3 separate regions of the Mus musculus genome follow, and regions 1 and 3 are each linked to region 2. The links are chromatin contacts, called in public Hi-C maps. All regions are on one chromosome and are shown on one strand. The core of a region is the stretch at or near the end of the contact, and the rest is flanking DNA. Distances in the headings are between cores, read along the strand shown.

Region 1 (3,985 bases), core at 1,416-3,915, 350 kb before region 2:
CCCGGGTTCATCCTCAGCACAAGCTAGCATGCAGGTGTGTGCACACAGGTACACACACATGTGCACACACACACACACACACACACACACACACACACACACACACACACAGGTGGGTGGCATCTGTAACCCAGTTTATCAATTCATCAGTGTTTATCAGAAGGTTTTGCCAGTCAGTTCTTGGGGAAACTGCCTAGACTCAGCATAGCACAGTCTGTGCACAGCAACAGAAGGGCTCGGCGATGCAATCTGCTATTTCATCTTTAAACCTGGAAAGAAAGTAGGCTATTGGTGGTTGCTTATGCCTCTAGATCTTTTAATAAAGATCTGTTTCCTTTCTCTTTCAGAAATTAAGCTTATGAAATGAACTAAAGATTTTGAGGGGCTTTGTTGTTGTGATTGTTAGGAATGAATAAGAACCTACTGACAAATTCCCTAGCTGTATAAAGTGCTTTCAAGTGAAGTCAGATCACTTGGTTCGAATAGCATTTATCTGAACACTGATAGAAACAAGTGATGTCTTAGGAGTTTTCTAGCTCTGGAACTCTGTAGCATTTTTTAACCAAAGTATTAGAGACAACTGAAATTTTTATTTAATGGTTTAGTCGTAACTAAGACTAATAATTTTCTTACCAAAGTAAGCCCACAGTTTGTTAGATACAAAGAGGTGGGACCCACAATGTACCTTTATTTAGCCTTTATCAATGATCACTCTTCTATGTTATTAGTTTGTAAAAATGGCTCTTGGCTACATCCCATACTAAATTGTACTTACAAAATGATCTTTATATTTTCAGGGCATGACCATACTTTCCAGACACAGAAAACTGAGGGAAGTTTCTGTGTCTGACTGTGTCAACATCACTGACTTTGGAATTCGGGTAAGATGAATAGGGTTTTCTGCCGAAGGGTTAAGATTAAAAATTAAGCTCCAATTGAATAAACATTATAAGTCCCAATAGAAAAGGGCAACAGGAGCTGACTCACACACGGGACGGGGACTCACGCACAGTCAACTCCGGTCGTCATGGTTTGAAGCTAAAACGTTGCTCACTCAGCCCTTAAAAGGCTATGAAGCCTTTAGGAGGTGCAGCCTGGGTGGCAAAGTAGACAGCTTCACCAGCTCTGGAAGGCTAGAGCTAGCCCTGGGTCTGGCCTGTCTCTGCTCCATGTGAGAAAAGAGCTCTCTGCCATGCCGTGGCCACGAGGACTGCTGCCATACTTTCCCCACCACCATGGACTGATGTTTCTCTGAAACCATGGCCAGCACTGGCCAGCCTCCCTTGGCGGCTTTTGTTGGGTGTTTTTATTCACTGGAACACAAAGGTGGCTAGTGTGTTCCACTGGTTCTCAGCAAGGCCTCTGTAGCCTGAGGTGGCAAGGAAGCTTTGTGGCCTCATTTCTTCCCCATCTACTCTCTCCTGTCTCTGTGTAAAACTCATAGGGTACATAGATGCATTTACTTGGAGAGTGAGGAACGTCTATGTGGCTCAGAGTCCTTGCAAATTGTGAAAATATTCTATAAGAGAGAATATTAAAATATATAATCTAACCATGAAAACTGTGGGAGTTTAGACACTATACAGATATCTAGCAGTTTGGAGGTCGAGTTATGTAAACATAGTTTGTAATGTATGTCGATGGAATGGACAGCATGAAGTAAGTGATGGAGTAAGATGGATTGCTCTGTGCTGGAAGAGTTCATGCGAAGGGGAAGGGTCCCTAGGCGTGGCCCGAGAAACATGCAGCCCTTGCACACTCCACATAAGCCAAGGAAATGTTTTAGCATCTTAAGCATCTAAATGAGTGTGTGTGGGGAGGAGACAGACAAAGACAGGCAGAGAGCAAGAGAGCAAGAACATGCACATGCAAGAGAGAGAGAGAGAGAGAGAGAGAGACAGACAGACAGACAGACAGACAGAACACTACCCAAAAGTGTGTGTTGTGCATTGGACAAGGAAGAAATGAAAATTACGCATGAGAAACTGTTAACCCATTGGAAGCATCGCATAAAAATGTGTTGGGAGCTAAAAGATTCCCAAACTAGGAAAGCATTAGGCTAAGTAGGAAGAAAGGGAACCACTGAAGGGAAGAAAGGCGCGACACTTTCTTACAGGGAATAAAAAGCTAATTGCTCAAGCGATGGGTACCACAAGCGTTAGCTGAGAAGTCTGCGGAGTGTGGGAATGTTTCTGAGCAGGACAAACCGGATGACGCTTTCCATGATGACTCGAGCAGTGCTGGAGTACGGCACAGACTGAAGAGCTGCATCGGTCAGCCCATGCTGAGACCTTAGCATAGCATGTCTGGGGCTGACGGAAGCTCAGGGACAGCTGAAGCACTCTTCTGATTTTACAGCTGAGAGAACTAATGGCTGAGAGGTTACAACTGATAATAAAAGGGATCACAAATGCTTAGGTACATGGAACTTGCTATGAAAAGAAGCCAAAAGATTCCTATAAGTAAAAGTTGTAGTTTAATTGAAAAGTGAAACAAGTATCACACAGGGCCTTATCCAGTAGCCTTATCCAGTCAGGCTTTCAAAAAAAAAAAAATTGAAAAGGTGGCAGATCAAAGATTTAAAATACAAAGCAGTTAAGCATCATTGCAAATAAATGTGTCATTAAGATGACTCAGTATTGGGCTGGAGCGATGGCTCAGTCTTTAAAGGCTAGGCTCACAACCAAAAATATGAGATGATTCAGTATTGATGTGGCATTATACTGTTATTAATGTCTTACATTGTTTTTGACAAGTCTTGATGCCGAGTCAGTCCACACAGACACACAGACACACCTGCCTGTTAATAATTTTTGTATGTATTTATGAGATACAGTACCATATTTTACAATGTTTATATACAGTATGAATCCATCTACTTAACTACCCACTTAAACACTCATTTATCCATTCATCCATGGGCCAGGAGTAAGATTTGTATCATGCAGTGCATTGCAGAACCCAAACAACAATGGAAGACTTGACCCACATGCCAGGAGTGCTCTGTTAGGGAAGCAGACTCAGTGACACGACTCTAGTCTGCTTGAGAGAAAAGACTGTTTATTTGAGCTAGTAGCTAGTAGTCAGTTCAGTTGTGGGCAGTTATAAATGTTAGATAAGTATTTACCGAATGAATGAAGACCAAAGTAAAAGTTAAGAATCTTGCCATTCTAGTCTTGAGTTACATTTCTTAGAGAGGAGGCAGTTGTGTTTGACCGGTGAGTGAATCTTTCAGAAGTTTTCTAGTGAAAACTATGCTATGATATTAGCCTCTAAATATTCATCACGTTAAAAATGCTTCTTGGAATAAGGCTGAGGCTAAGAATCAGAAAACTCACTTTCTGCCATTTGCTTTTGATCTTCTGGGCTCCAGGCACTGCCCCCCCCCCCCACTCTTCTATAGTGCCTAAATTTATACTGTTTTTAGGTGCTGGAGAGTCTAAGCAAAAGTATGCACTTTTGTTAACTCTTATTATCATAAGCAAAATTCTGGCATGTTTTTTAAAAATTTAAACTTTCCAAATTGCTCTCTATTTTCACTGATCTAAAGACATCTTTTTAAAAGAATTATTTCATTATTAGTTGCACAAGACCAGATGTTCTATTCAGAAAAAATTTTCTGTCTCATCATCTCTCCATTTATTCCTCCTCCCTGTTCTTGGTGTGTGAGTGTGAGTATGAGTGTGTGTGTGTGTGTTGGCTTTTGAACAGTCCAAGTATCTACCTTGTTCAACCACTGCCCTCTTCTCGCAGATTGGCCTCTAACTATCCTGTTTCGTACATGCATGTCTGGAGTTTAAGAAGGGTTTATTCATGGACCCTGAACAGCAAACGTGAATCATGTCCATGTGTCTCATTCCTTATCTTCAAAACTATTCACTAACTTTTAAGTAGTCCTAAAATATTGTTTATGCAAGATTCTCATCAATAATATTTTTATCCATTGATATCTCCACCCTCCAGTGCTAAACCAAAGCTGATTTTG
Region 2 (3,728 bases), core at 1,149-3,648:
GAAGAAGAAGAAGAAGAAGAAGAAGAAGAAGAAGACGAGGAGGAAGAGGAGGAGGAAGAGGAGGAGGAGGAGGAAGAGGAGGAGGAAAGAAACAAAGTCATGTTTAAACGAAAACTGGTAGAAATCACAAGCTAGCAAGTGCCTTCCTTATTGATTCTGCAGTTTACAGAACTGGAGCCTTTGCTTGTTAGACTCATTGTGAGTTCACCCAGCATCCCCACCTGTATCCAACCAGCACAACCGGAATGAGGCAGGAGCACTGGCTTGCAGTAGTAACCCTCTTGCCCTGGATTATTTGCTCACATTTATTGTCAGCAATCCGTGAGGGCTTTGGCTGGATGGCAGCTTTACCACTAAGAGTCTTTAGATTTAAGCAGGGAGGTGGTGGTGCACTCAGGAGGCAAACATAAGCTGATCTCTGTAAGTTCAAGGCCAGCCTGGTCTACAGTGTGAGTTCCAGGGCATCCAGGGCTATACAGAGAAACCTTGTTCAAAAAACAGAAACAAATGTAAATAAAGAAAAATATCTAATAAAAAAAGAAAGAAAAGAAAAAACAGAAATAAACAAAAAAGGCAGAAAGAGTCTTGAGTAGTCTCAACTTCATCTTATAGATGATGAAAAAAATTATGAAAGGACTAAACAAATGGCCGAATGTTTTGCATGTGCATGTGTTCGTGTGGGAGAATGCGCATGTATGTTCAAGTGTGCAGACTTATATGTGTGCCTGTCCACAGAGACCAGCAGTCAGTCTCAGGTGACATTCTTCAGAAGCCATTCTCACTGGTTTGAAGCAGAGTCTGTCACTGTGACCCAGGAGTTGCCAATTAGGCAAAAGAGACAACAGGCAGCTCCAGGGAGCCTCCCCTTCCCTTCTCCCCAGGGCTGGAATTATAAGCACTCTACAGCAAGAATGGCTTATGACATTGGTTCTAGGGATCAGATTCCTGTCTCCACCACTTTACCAATTAAGCTACCTCCCAGCCCCTAAAATTGTATTTTTAAATCTTTAAAGAATTTCAAAATTTAAAAGAAAAAATATCTATCATTTTTCACCACACACACACATACACATACCACTTAAATGTTCAATGTTAATAACTCAGGGAAACAGAATGCCCATATATATTGCTGTGTATAAAAACAAAATTGGGATTGCCTTTCTAGAAGGTAGTTAAATTTCCCTTTGACCAAATGTACTGGCCGATTTTGTGTGTGGACTTGACACAGGCTGGAGTTATCACAGAGAAAGGAGCTTCAGTTGAGGAAATGCCTCCATGAGATCCAGCTGTGGAGCATTTTCTCAATTAGTGATTAAGCGGGGAGGGCCCCTTGTGGGTGGGACCATCTCTGGGCTGGTAGTCTTGGTTCTATAAGAGAGCGGGCTGAGCAAGCCAGAGGAAGCAAGCCAGTAAAGAACATCCCTCCAGGGCCTCTGCATCAGCTCCTGCTTCCTGACCTGCTTGAGTTCCAGTCCTGACTTCCTTTGATGATCAACAGCAATGTAGAAGGTGTAAGCTGAATAAACCCTTTCCTACCCAACTGCTTCTTGGTCATGATGTTTGCACAGGAATAGAAACCCTGACTAAGACACCAAACATCCCACCCACTTTTGGGCCTTCAGTGTAAGGAAGTAAGTCATGGATGTTAGGACTCAGTATAAAAGGGAACAGATAAGAATGAAGCATCATGACACATGGGTGAGACTGGCATGATGAAGCCATGACTTCATATGCTAGCCTAAAACTTAAAATGTTTATGCACTAGGATATCCTTAGTGTTTAACAATAGGGAGTCGGTTGGGTAGACCATGAATCACCCTTTGAACACTATACAACTTACCTGAATATTTAACAACACAGAAATGCTCATTAAATTTTGTCACATGAAAAAAGAAGTTATAAAAGAATATGTAGACCAATCAACACTCCTAAGAATGAGGCCAGAGTGGAGGGGTTTGAGCTTCAGAGGCACCACTGACAACTGTGTAGCCTTGGTTGGATAACCTAGTCTTCCCATAGCTCAGTTTGATCATCCATAAAATGGGGCTAATACCAGTCTCTGTTTCACAGGGTTGTTGTAAAAATGACAAGCTAAATCACAGACAGCATTCAGACAAGCACAAGCCACATGGAAAGGATTATTGTAAGAGCACACTATTGTTGACAGCTTAGTTTCTGTTGCCAATAAATTAAGTTGACTTTTAAGCTAATTCAAGAAGCAGAGGTGGGAAGGAGAATCATCCAGGCAAGAGTCACACCCTTGCATTCCACAGGGCTGCTCCCATGAAGTCACCAGCCCAGCTGCCAAAGGCTGACCCCGTGGCTCACACTGCGAAGTCCTTGGATGCAGGACATTGCATACTGCCTCAGAACAGCTGTCTTTCTCTCAACTGGAAACCGGATGCAGCTGCCATAGCTGCTGCCCAGGCCACAGTGGACTCTGCGTCATCCGTCATCCCTGCTGCTCTGAGTCAACAGCTCAGGAATCAAAGTCCAGAGAGGATGCATCTGCTCGGCTGTACCAAGTCCTTAGCCCCCCTCGTAGGAGCAGTCACGTAAAAACAGCATCACATAGTGAAAAAGGTACGGAAGTCCAGCAAACTCAGGGAGCAAGTCTGCAAACTGAACAACAATAACAAAAAAGATATAAAGAATCCCTTCATGGTTTAAAAATATAATCATAACTTGGACAGAGAAAGAAAACCAAAAGGCTATATATGCATCACAATGTTAATAATCAATCTGAGTTAATCATGACGACTGATTTGACTTTTTATTTTTTATTATTATTGTATATGTGTGCACATGTATGTATGATGTGTGTTTGTGAGTGTAGGCTCACCTATACTACAGCAGGTCTGGGAACTGAACCCATGTTCTTGGGAATGTTTACCCACTGACCCATATTTTAAATTCTTTTTGTGACTAGTTGAATTTTCTATGACCTAGAAAAGGTCTTTTCTTTAAAAATAAATAAATAAATAAATAAATAAATAAATAAACCTGGACAATGTCAGGTCTGTATTCTGAAACAGAATTGACTCTTTAGCGGTGAAACAGAAGACTAGACTCAGATGAGCACTGCTAGCCCAGAACAGGCCCAGTGGACCAGCACCACCAGCTGATTCACAGTGTGCTAAAATACGGGATCTCAGAGGAAAAAAGGAAGGTGACTTCTCTAGGAGACTAAGAAACAGACTTGACAGTGTGAAGACGCATTATGTAACATTTCATGACTATAAGCCTTGAAATGCTTCCAGACTTAGAAGAAGGCAAGATCATTAGCAGAAATAGATAGCTGGAACAGGATCCAGTTTTAAGGGGGAAAAAAGATAAATCTGGCTTTAAGCAATGAGGTTTAAGATCTTGAAAGGTGGCTCAGCCCAGAAAAACAAAACTTAGACCAACAATAAATGTCAATGCTGGACTTGTAAGTTGGAGAGAAATCCAAGGCCACGAAATAATGGGAGCCATAAAAGTAGACGAGATTGTGCACAGACGAAGATGAGCCAAGACAGGAAACCGAAGCAGGATGCCCCGTCGTAACACCTGTGTGGAGACTGGGGAGGAAGAGAAGCCAGAGACTCGGCAGAGCAAACGCTTGAGGAAAGAGAAAAAAAGGATATTCGTTTTACATTAAAACAACAGTCCTCATCAGCAGACAATTCAAAAGTTTCCGAATTTTTCCTGTAATGTTTTGATGAACAATTTGCTGTTTGTGAAGAGTT
Region 3 (3,829 bases), core at 429-2,928, 340 kb before region 2:
TAGCACAATTCCCAAACTTCCCCTCATAGAACTGAAGCTCTGCATTAAATGTGACTGGTGACAGTTCTTAATTCCAAATTCAGTCCAGTTTGTGAACTGTAGAAATCACTTTCGCATCTCACTAATGTTAAGCACTGTCATTGCAGGGCAGCGGCTCAGAAAATGTCCTCTGTGGTCCAGCATCAGGAATACAACTCCGACAACCCTCCACATTGGTTTGGCTACGACTCTGAAGGCAACCCTCTTGACAAGATTCATAGTCGAGTACAACTTAGAACTTACTCAAAACTGATAGTCAAAGAGCCATTCAGCATCGACGAGGAGGATCCAGACTCCAAACACCAATAGGAAAACAAAACATCTACAACAATTTCCCTTCATTTGATGTAAATATTGTGAGTTGCTGGTTCTCAATAACAATGTCAAAAAGCAGTGCACATCTGCCCTTTTTATTTCATTTGCAAATGTCACCTTTATATAAATTAAGACTGCAAAGGTAACCTTATCAAGTTACCTTTTAAGATCTACTTACTTAATGTATGTGCGCGTGCACATATAGTGTGTGTGCAGGAGCCCACAAAAGCCAGACGAGGGTATTGGATGACCTGGAACCGATATTAAAGATGACTGTGAGCAGATGTGTGAACCTGGGTCCTAAAAGCCGGTAAGGACTTTTAACCACTAAGCCACCTCTCCAGCTCTAAACAAACTAATAGTTGAGGTGAACGGATCTGACCCCCGGTTACAATGTAGGAAACAGCTCCACGGCTTTTGATTTTTAAGAAGTAGAAACTGCTCTCCAGACAGGACTAGAAAGCATGGGAATTGGCAACATCTGGAGCCGCGGTGCTAACTGGGAGGGCCTGTGAAGCTTTAGTATAAATGACAGAAACATACGATTTTAAAGGCAAAAAGCAGCTTTCTTGTAATTTCCAGACATCTGACAATAAAGGAGAGCTAAAAGACAGCTCTAGATTCAACACTCAACAGAAGCCAGGAAAGAGAAACAAGAACAATGTGACCAGAAAGGAGGGGCACTCCTGGGACACCTTAGCTTCTTATCACTGGGACAACACAGGGATTTTAACTATGAAATGTCAAAAAGACACAAACCAGACACCTTTCAATCTTCTACGAAGAACTGGCCTTTAATTTCATGATTAAAAACTAATTTAATATGTTTTCTATCAAGGGCTTTCCCATTAGGGTCTGATGCTGACACAGCAGCTTTCCAGCTGCCACCACACACATTGTGACAGGGCAATGGCAGGAAGTCTCTCGCTCAGTTCCTCAGCTACTTACCTCTTAAATGACTCTAACTTCTTTGACTACAAATCGAAAATAAAGTTAAAACGTTTAAAGGATATTAAGAAGTTCTTTAGAAGCCTCTACGCCACACAATTGGGTATTGTTATCAGGTAAATGCTTTTAAACAATTTTCCTCCTCTTTGTAATCAGTGGCAGAAAGGCTTCTGGGAGTGGACAGCTCGTGAGTCTGTTAAACAGCAAGTTTGAAGAGCTGTGCCAAGGACCTAAGCTGACTATGGTCGGAGTGTGACTTCTAACTAAATTTGGAGATTTGTGGCAGCTGCATGAAAGTTGGCTTCAGAAGTCTGACCCCCGAGTGTTTCGTGTGCACAGCTAGGGAGACATAAAAGAGGCAGCTGGCTTTAAAGGAGTCCCATCTGCACAGGAGAAAAGGCCAAGGCCAAACAAACCCTGCTATACCGGGGAGACACTCAGCAGGTGGCTTCATGGTCAAAGCTTGTTTCAAACTTTTAATGTCTTTTGAAAACCAAGAATGAGAGGCCTGTTCATCACCCCGAGGAGATAAACTCTGGACCGAAGCAATGGAAGGGAAGGGAAGGGAAGGGAAGGGAAGGGGTTGCAATCAGGAAAACCAACTATGCAAGGAGGTGTAATCATAAACAATATGAGCTGAATTCTAACTCATGATCTTTTGGGTTATTTTGGCTACTTTTATCAACTTTATTTCTAGTCATGAAAATATTTTTCTAGTTGCCTGAGTGAAAAAATATTATAAAAACTGCCTTAGTGCCTTGCTGCTTCCTTTGCTTAACACACACACCACACAAACTATCCTGGCACGTGAGACATTCAGGCTTATATAAATTCTGATGGGACAGTGACAAACCAAGCAAGGGTGACTTTTTATTTCATAAATAAGAAATTAGAAAGTATATACAGAAATGGAATATTAATAAAAAGGAGACTCATATTTAGAAAAGTTTATTTAATATCACTGATTTATCTAAATCAAAATACACAACCCAACCAACTGATCTACTCAATACAGCATAGTTTTTAATGTTACAGTTGACATTTCTAAAGAAATGGAATCCATGAAGTGACTCTCTAAAGCACACCGCTGTCAAAGTGCCCTGCACTTTCATAGTCAGCCGACAGAACAGCAGCTCTTTCCCACAGGGAGGTCCATCCTAACCCACAGAAGACCAACTAAAACCCGGCAGCATCGCTTTCCCCACATAAGGGTTTATTCACAAGTTGGAGGCAGTGATGACTCAGGAGGGACATAGTAAGAGGGAAGTCTTTCCCATGGGAATTCCGATACCAGGAATCCTGAGCTGACTCCAATGGCTGCCACGTTTTCATAACCATTTCTAGTGGGAGTGGTGTACATACCTAGGATATTCTCATAATCATGTTAAATAACTTGGCCAACCAAGCAGAGATTGTTCCAGCTTATAAGAAAGTCAGACATTCAGGGCATGAGAGAAGGACTCTGTTTTGCCTGAAGAGGGGCTGCACTAGGAAGGTGAGCATGTGGTTGTCTTTAGAAGACGAGGTGACCATTAGCTGAAGCCAGTAAGAAATTACATCATCCAGGTATAAGGAAGCCGATTTTCCCTATAACTCTTGGCAGAGTTCTCCCCGCAGCTCCTAGATAGCATCCTCAGCCTGGACAACACTTTTATCCCGGCCATGTGATACACTAAGCGGAACCCCAGCATAAGCATCTACATAGACTCCGGTGAGGGAACGCTATCTGAAGTTATTAAATCTGGGGTAGCACTGTTCTCTTGCCCCCATCCAAGGTTCTGCATTTTATTTCTTCGGTGAAGAAGCGTGAGGAAATCTGCCATTGCATTTGGGCTGCGAGGCATTCCTTTGCCAGTACGCGCATGCTGGGTGTTCACCGTCCGTTAGTCACTCAGTAGTTACCGAGGCCATCAAACTGTCACAGTAGCACACAGTACCAGGGTTCAAGAAGCCTTAGCTTAGTAATGGCGCTAAAGCACAACCACAGTGTCATGTCTGACATCACTAATTAGGTCTGGCAAAGAGAAGCCACAGAGTGCTTTAGGAAAAAGGTAAACGTTCTCAACTTAGTAAGCAAAAATTAAAAATAAAAATCATCTGCTGAAGCTGCTAGGCCCTACAGTCAGGGTGGACACACTGTTTGTGAACTTGTAAAGAAGAAAAAGAAAGGCATCTAGTTTTGATATTGGGACTAAACTGGTAAGGGCTTTGGCCAGAGTAAATAACTGCTTAGTTGTATAGAAAAAGCATTTGGCTGTCATATGTGTTTATATTAAAAGCAAAAACCCCACAGTGTACAGCGTTGATACTGTTTGTGGTTTCAGGTATCACTGGAGGTCCTAAGACATATCTTGGGGACTTTTATAATCTGGAACAGAACAACAGACAATGAATAGCGGAATTACATACACATTTTGCAGAAGCGCCTGAAACCATTCACCAGAACTCACGGGCAACGCTGTTGTTTTTTATGTTTCTATGAACACTGGCGTCTGCTTGTTAGTCCACGTCCAAAATCCAATGCACT

The links. A called contact is a pair of places that touch in the nucleus more often than the background predicts.
Region 1: a Hi-C map of muscle stem cells shows a contact between it and region 2, with 2.5 times the contacts expected there. The contact joins two enhancer-like sites. A contact is called at or near these places in 3 of 484 Hi-C or Micro-C datasets (the C2C12 cell line and muscle stem cells) and 1 of 115 datasets of contacts at active chromatin or transcription factors (pancreatic cancer cells).
Region 3: a Hi-C map of muscle stem cells shows a contact between it and region 2, with 2.7 times the contacts expected there. The contact joins two enhancer-like sites. A contact is called at or near these places in 3 of 484 Hi-C or Micro-C datasets (the C2C12 cell line and muscle stem cells).

Annotation. Positions count from the first base shown.
Region 1 is chr5:21,497,376-21,501,360 of GRCm38.p6, reverse strand. It overlaps Fbxl13 (F-box and leucine-rich repeat protein 13), which reads left to right. Exons shown (of 21, transcript NM_001199632.1): 18 at 798-881. Among named protein-coding and RNA genes, the nearest start is that of Lrrc17, 44 kb to the left of the region's middle. Within about 2 kb of position 2,665, at least 39 of the 459 cell types and tissues checked have an H3K27ac peak or open chromatin away from gene starts, as enhancers often do. A contact at or near this core is called in the C2C12 cell line, muscle stem cells and pancreatic cancer cells, where this site is marked.
Region 2 is chr5:21,143,356-21,147,083 of GRCm38.p6, reverse strand. It overlaps Gm42222 (a long non-coding RNA gene), which reads right to left. Exons shown (of 3, transcript XR_880865.1): 3 at 2,123-2,622. Among named protein-coding and RNA genes, the nearest start is that of Gm42222, 7.1 kb to the right of the region's middle. Within about 2 kb of position 2,398, at least 113 of the 459 cell types and tissues checked have an H3K27ac peak or open chromatin away from gene starts, as enhancers often do. A contact at or near this core is called in the C2C12 cell line, muscle stem cells and pancreatic cancer cells, where this site is marked.
Region 3 is chr5:21,480,455-21,484,283 of GRCm38.p6, reverse strand. Fam185a (family with sequence similarity 185, member A) reads right to left here. Exons shown (of 8, transcript NM_177869.4): 8 at 2,160-3,829. It overlaps Fbxl13 (F-box and leucine-rich repeat protein 13), which reads left to right. Exons shown (of 21, transcript NM_001199632.1): 21 at 147-437. The coding sequence ends at 348. Among named protein-coding and RNA genes, the nearest start is that of Fam185a, 57 kb to the right of the region's middle. Within about 2 kb of position 1,678, at least 24 of the 459 cell types and tissues checked have an H3K27ac peak or open chromatin away from gene starts, as enhancers often do. A contact at or near this core is called in the C2C12 cell line and muscle stem cells, where this site is marked.